Regions from separate parts of the Pan troglodytes genome. Here region 1 is linked to region 2. The links are chromatin contacts, called in public HiChIP or PLAC-seq maps. All regions are on one chromosome and are shown on one strand. Each heading gives the region's core, a stretch centred on a gene start, on an enhancer-like site or on the middle of the called end of the contact. The rest is flanking DNA. Distances are from core to core; before and after follow the strand shown.

The links. HiChIP or PLAC-seq counts read pairs in DNA pulled down with a chosen protein or histone mark.
Region 1: an H3K4me3 HiChIP or PLAC-seq map of stem cell-derived excitatory neurons shows a contact between it and region 2, with 6 times the contacts expected there. The contact joins the promoter of STAMBP here to the promoter of BOLA3 in region 2. A contact is called at or near these places in 1 of 7 Hi-C or Micro-C datasets (stem cell-derived neural progenitor cells), 1 of 1 datasets of contacts at active chromatin or transcription factors (stem cell-derived excitatory neurons) and 1 of 1 other capture datasets (stem cell-derived neural stem cells).

What each region holds. Positions count from the first base shown.
Region 1 is chr12:48,925,949-48,928,648 of NHGRI_mPanTro3-v2.0_pri, forward strand. STAMBP (STAM binding protein) reads right to left here and starts at 1,418. Exons shown (of 12, transcript XR_010149362.1): 1 at 1,338-1,418. It overlaps LOC134807886 (a long non-coding RNA gene), which reads left to right and starts at 809. Exons shown (of 2, transcript XR_010149363.1): 1 at 809-1,577.
Region 2 is chr12:48,606,131-48,608,830 of NHGRI_mPanTro3-v2.0_pri, forward strand. It overlaps BOLA3 (bolA family member 3), which reads left to right and starts at 1,372. Exons shown (of 3, transcript XM_001153666.7): 1 at 1,372-1,544. The coding sequence starts at 1,491. It overlaps LOC104005038 (a long non-coding RNA gene), which reads right to left and starts at 1,384. Exons shown (of 2, transcript XR_678174.5): 1 at 887-1,384; 2 at 1-667.

The DNA.
Region 1 (2,700 bases), core at 168-2,667, 320 kb after region 2:
TTCATATTTGAGCACAAGGTGAATTAGGGGAACTGGTCTGGGAATTAATGCTCATAATTGTAACTCTGCTCACTAAACCACTATAGTCAATCTATAAAATCATTCATTCATCATTATCATGGCAAGGGACTTAAATCTTGAAAACAACCATTTACTCATCTTCATTGACTAAACACTGAATAACAAAAAGGCACGATGGTAACTTGCATTGCAAAAACCCCTGGTGTCCCAAAACTCCAGTAATTCTAGTCTTTCTAGATATAGTTGCTATTAGAATCAGATTCCAAATTCCAACCAGATATCACCACTATCATCTCCAAAATAAATCTGGGCATTTGATACACATTGCATTACAGCAAACCCTAATCAGTATGCTCTAGAATACACAAACTACAGTAGAATAAATCTTGGAATTCAAGGCCCTGTGGCAACTGGCCCTCCCCAACAGAGATCTTTTGCTTCAGTCAGGATTCCAATCCGCCCAGGCATCCTCACATTTCAGTTTCATTTATCTATCCAGTTTTTCTTTTCTACTACAACTCTTCCCTCAGGGGTAGTCTTCTCTCAGCCAATTCCATCTTTAGGTCTCTTCAATATTCGGGTCACAATTCCTCCACAAACCTTCCCCTCTAAAACACCCTCACTAATAGCACAAAAGCCGTGAGGACTACTAGGGATGCAGAGATAGTCCATCTCTCACGAGGCCTCCTTAGGGACTCAGAAAGCCGCAAGCATATCTAAAACCTCCCCAAGTAATTAGTAAACCTAGTCCACGGCCCATGAAAGTTAACTGAAACAGAGGATGCTTGTTGTATCTCAGTACCTCATGGGAGAGGTTCTTGTGGGTTAAGAAAGGAACCACTTCCCAAGGCCAGGAAGCGGCGCCGGTTACCACCCGGTTGAGCAATTCCAAAAAGGGGATGCAGCATCTGCAAATGAGGGGGAAAGGCGGCGTAAAGGACCGAGGGGGAAATACGAGGAGGAGAAAGGAAGTAGCAGGAATGAGCGGAGGGGTCGTATACAGTAGGGAGGGCTCTATCGACAACTGCTTGAGGAACCCTTCTTGAAGGCACTCAAGACCAACTTGCCAACCCCAGGCACAATCATCCAGGGTTTTCGGGATCTTTCAAATGCAGTAGGCGGGGAAGCGCTGGGCCTGGCTGGTCAGGCGCCAGCCCGCGGAGACCGAAGCCGTCGGGTGCCTCGAGCGAGGCAGGCCGGGCAGGGGACTCGGGGAGAGTAGGCTGCAGGCCCCACACTCACGGCGGCCGATCCCCTTCAAAGTCCAACCACGCTCGGAGGCCCTGCCCCACCACGTTCCCGGGACCCTTCCCCACCTTTCCCCGCGGATGACACCCGGAGGTTCCGGAAACGTCACATCCGGCGCCCGCTCCGCCCACTCCCGTTCGTCTGTCTATTACATTCCCAATGATTTAGGACTTGGAACGGAGAGCTAGTAGGTGGGGCTAGAATCGGCACCTGCGGAAAATCCGACCAATGAGGAGCGAACGACACAGCGGCCATCTTGGTAAAGGAAAAGGAACAAGGAAGAAAGTGGAACCAATTCGCAAGCTAAGGTTTGCTTTTAAAATTATTTTGATTTGGGGTAGTCCCTCATCACACTCACAATACTCCTGCATTTAAGGAGGGATTGCTGATCCCAGCACAACTGCAGACTTAGCTAAACTAACCAGGATTTATAAATTGGGGGACAGAAAGTCTTTCGAATGTATTTTTTAGCTTGTATTACATTCTACACAAAAATTGGTAGTCTTAGATATTAGGCAATATCTAAGACTAATTTTATTGCTTAGAAAAGAACATAAGTCTAACTTTTTTTTTTTAAGACAGGGTCTTGCGGTGTCACCCAGGCTGTCACAGGAGTGCAGTGGTGTGATCATAGCTCACTGTGGTCTCCAACTTCTGGGCTCAAGCGATCTTCCTGCCTCTGCCTCCCAAAGTACTGGGATTACTGGCGTGTGCCACCGCACCCAGATGAGACTAACGTTTTAATGTCAAAAAACCTATAAAATATTTGGAAAAAAAGCGTTTAATCTCTAAGAGCTGCTATGCAAAAGCAGTGGAGACACAAAAATCTGTATGACACTGTTCCTGCCCTGAGACCGGGACAAGGTGGTTTTATGCATCAAATACAGAATGTCACGTTCTGCATGTAGATGTGTGTCTGTACGAATCCATATACATCCTCTTTACAAAAAGGTCCTACAAGCTTGCTAGTCATTCTGTCTCAGAAGACTTTGTGAAACATTAGGCTTTGGTTTAAAAGTCTAAGTCTCTGGGGGACACTTTCCCAAAATTTGGGAGCCTCCCTGTGAGTTTGTTAGTGTGATGGCATGACCTATTCTTCAAGGTCTAGCTTAAGTCCCTAATTCAGGTGTTGCCTCCTCCACCTAGCCAGCCTCCAGATCTCTCATTTCTCCCAACCTCCGTTGTGTATATTTCTGTTGGAGTTACCTGAAGTGATTTTGTGTAGTCATCAACTTTTCAGACTTAGGGTTGAAAGTACTTGCTTGCATCATATCACCTCCCCTTCTGCCCCCAGCAAGCATTAATGTGCATGGGTCTACTATCAACTCTCATGGATCTACTGCAGATAAATCTGGGAAGATAATTGTATAGGGCACTCTACTGTATCTTCAAAACTCTCTCTACTGACTCTCTTCAGAATGTAAACATGAT
Region 2 (2,700 bases), core at 122-2,621:
AGTCCCTCTACCAATTCTCATTGGTCTGGCTCAGACCATGGGGCCGACCCTAAACCAGTCTCTGATTAGCCAGACTTGGGTCCTGTTTCCATTCCTAGAGCTGGGGATAGGTGCGCCTCATCTAAACCATGCTGTCTTCACCATTACTACCCTGCTTGAGAAAAAAATTTTTTGACAGTTTAAATTGCATCATTGACAGCAATGAAGAAAACTTAGCAAATCATCTCTAAACATTTTAAAAGAATGAAGCAGAAAATGTAAGACAGGCTAGTAATTGATCCAAAGGAGAAATTCTGAAGGCCAGAACATAGGAGTCAGTTAATACTGTAATAAATAAATTAGACAATATCCATATATAACAACTATAGGTCCAATCCATCCAAGTGCAACGCTGAAGGGACGTATTGATTGCATAGGCCAGAATGTTGGCAAAAAGCTGGTAAATCCTGCAGGGTGCCACCAGACCGCGTGCTCCAAACAAATAACAGCTAGAGAGAGGAGAGGCTTGGTTGAATTTCGGCCTTGACTGGTCTGAAGACTCCAGAGGCGGGACGAATTTGCGGACAGTTCTACCCCATCCCACATGGCGTCAGCTTCCCTTCCATTCTCGTGACTCCATGGTCCATGGCTCCAACCTGGGCCTCTGTTAGGCTGTATCCTGTGGCACCTTAAACTCAGGCAAATTAAAAACTGTTCGTGGACTCTGCTCAGCCCCCACCTAACCCTCCATCCAAGTCATTGTCCAAGCCAGAAACTGGAGTCATCTCAGATACCTTCCCACCCACACCTCCACATGCAGTCGCTCGATTCCATTCACCTCCCAAGTGTCTCAGTTCATTCTTCCATCCCTCCCGCCACTGGTTTAGTTAGGCCCCTCCATTCTCACCTGGACCATCGCGGTACCCTCGGAGCTTCTGACTGTGTCTCTGGTTGCAGCCCCTACACGCTCTCTTCCTTACAGGAGCGGAGCGATCTTTCTCAAGCGCGAATCAAATCCTTCCACGAGTCCCCGCACCTGGAGCGAAGGCCAAACTCCTCAGCTTAGAAGCTAGACTGCCAGAGTAGGGAGTGGGAATGGAAAAGTACATCAGGGGCACGAGGCGTATTCGGATGAGGGAAGGCCAGTATGGGGCGCCGAGACCTTGGAGTGTTTCTGAGCTGAGGAGGAATGAGACTTTCACGCGGGCAAGGGGACCCTATCCATGAAACAGGCCCTGGGGAGACTGAAGGAGAGCGGCGCGAGCGAAGGCAGAGGGCGGGGCCCCGAGGCCGGCAGGCGCTGCAGTGTCGGGGGTGGCGAGTCAGCCAGGGCCAGGGGATGGCGGGGTGGGGCCGGAGCCAGGCGACCGGAGGCCTCCGGGGCGGGGCCGGGAGGCTGACGGCCTCCGGGCGGCAGGGGGCGGCCTCTCCCACGGCGGCGGCTCTCGGTCCCCCGCTCCGCGTCTTTCGGGCATACAGTGACCTCGGGCGGCGGGTCACGTCGGCCGGGCATGGCTGCATGGAGCCCGGCCGCGGCAGCGCCTCTCCTCCGCGGGATCCGCGGGGTGAGCGTGGGCAGGGTCGGGGCTGCTCTCCCCGGGACGGGAGCTGCGGAGGGACCGCGGGGCCGGCGGCTGTCGGGGCTTGAGGACTGGCTCCCGGAGGGCGCGCGCGGCACTGGCAATGGGGGGCTCCTCTTCCTTTCTCTCATTCATTCTTTCATTCATTCATTCACTCAGCGACAACGGCATTCGAAATTTCAAGCTCTGGCGCGCTCTAGGGGAGCTCCCGAGCTGGGTGGAGGTTGGAGGTCAGGCGGACAGACACATGAACAGTCATAATACTGCGGGCACAGGAAAAAAAAAGGATTGATTTACCGAGCAGAAGACAGGAGTCATAGCTCAGAGTCAAGGCGTGGGTGCGAGGGACTGCAGCGGGGCCGGGGCCTTGGGAAGGTCGACTGGGCCTCTGACCTTGATCCTCCTCCAAATCCCACACTACCGGAGCAGAACCCAAGCAGGGGGCACTTCCCACGCGCTCTCCTAATCTCTCCCCCTTTCTGAACCATCCTTTGCTTCAGTTCATACCATTCTTTCTCTTAACTTTCATTTTCCTTCTCCCCTGGTTCTGAACCTGCCTGCCCTGTGCATGAAGAGAAGTTCTTCCACTGCGGTGACTTTCAGCGTGGACAGTGATCATCTGGGGATGTCAGTTGATTGTTCCACTAAAGGCCGCTGCCCACAGATCCGCTAAGATGAAAGGCTTCTCCCAAGGATTCTGCAACCCTCACCTCTCTCACCCCTTAGTAGCTGCCGATTCTGTCTGCCATCTGGTTACTCTCTGCCTTTACCCTCAAGGTTCTGCCCCCAGAAGCAGCTCCACCCCACCCTCACTCCTGGCAATCCTGTCCAGCCTCTCAACATCGAGTTTCTGTCCCTCCACACAGCAGGCAGATAATCACACTCTGGACCTTTCTCCTGTCCTGCATTTCTGTCCCTAATTGACTAGTTCTTCCCCTGCTCATTCATTCATCCAGCACCAAGTGCCTCTGAGGGCCTGCCCTGGGGTCAGCTCTGGGATGCTGCCGGACTCATTCCTGGCCTATAAGACCAGTGGTGAGAGAGCCAGTGCACAGCTCATTTTAAAGGAGGTGCTCTGAGATTCTGTGACACAGGACCCTGCTCTGAGCTATCAGGAAGGACTGAGGGGTACAGGGGTGGG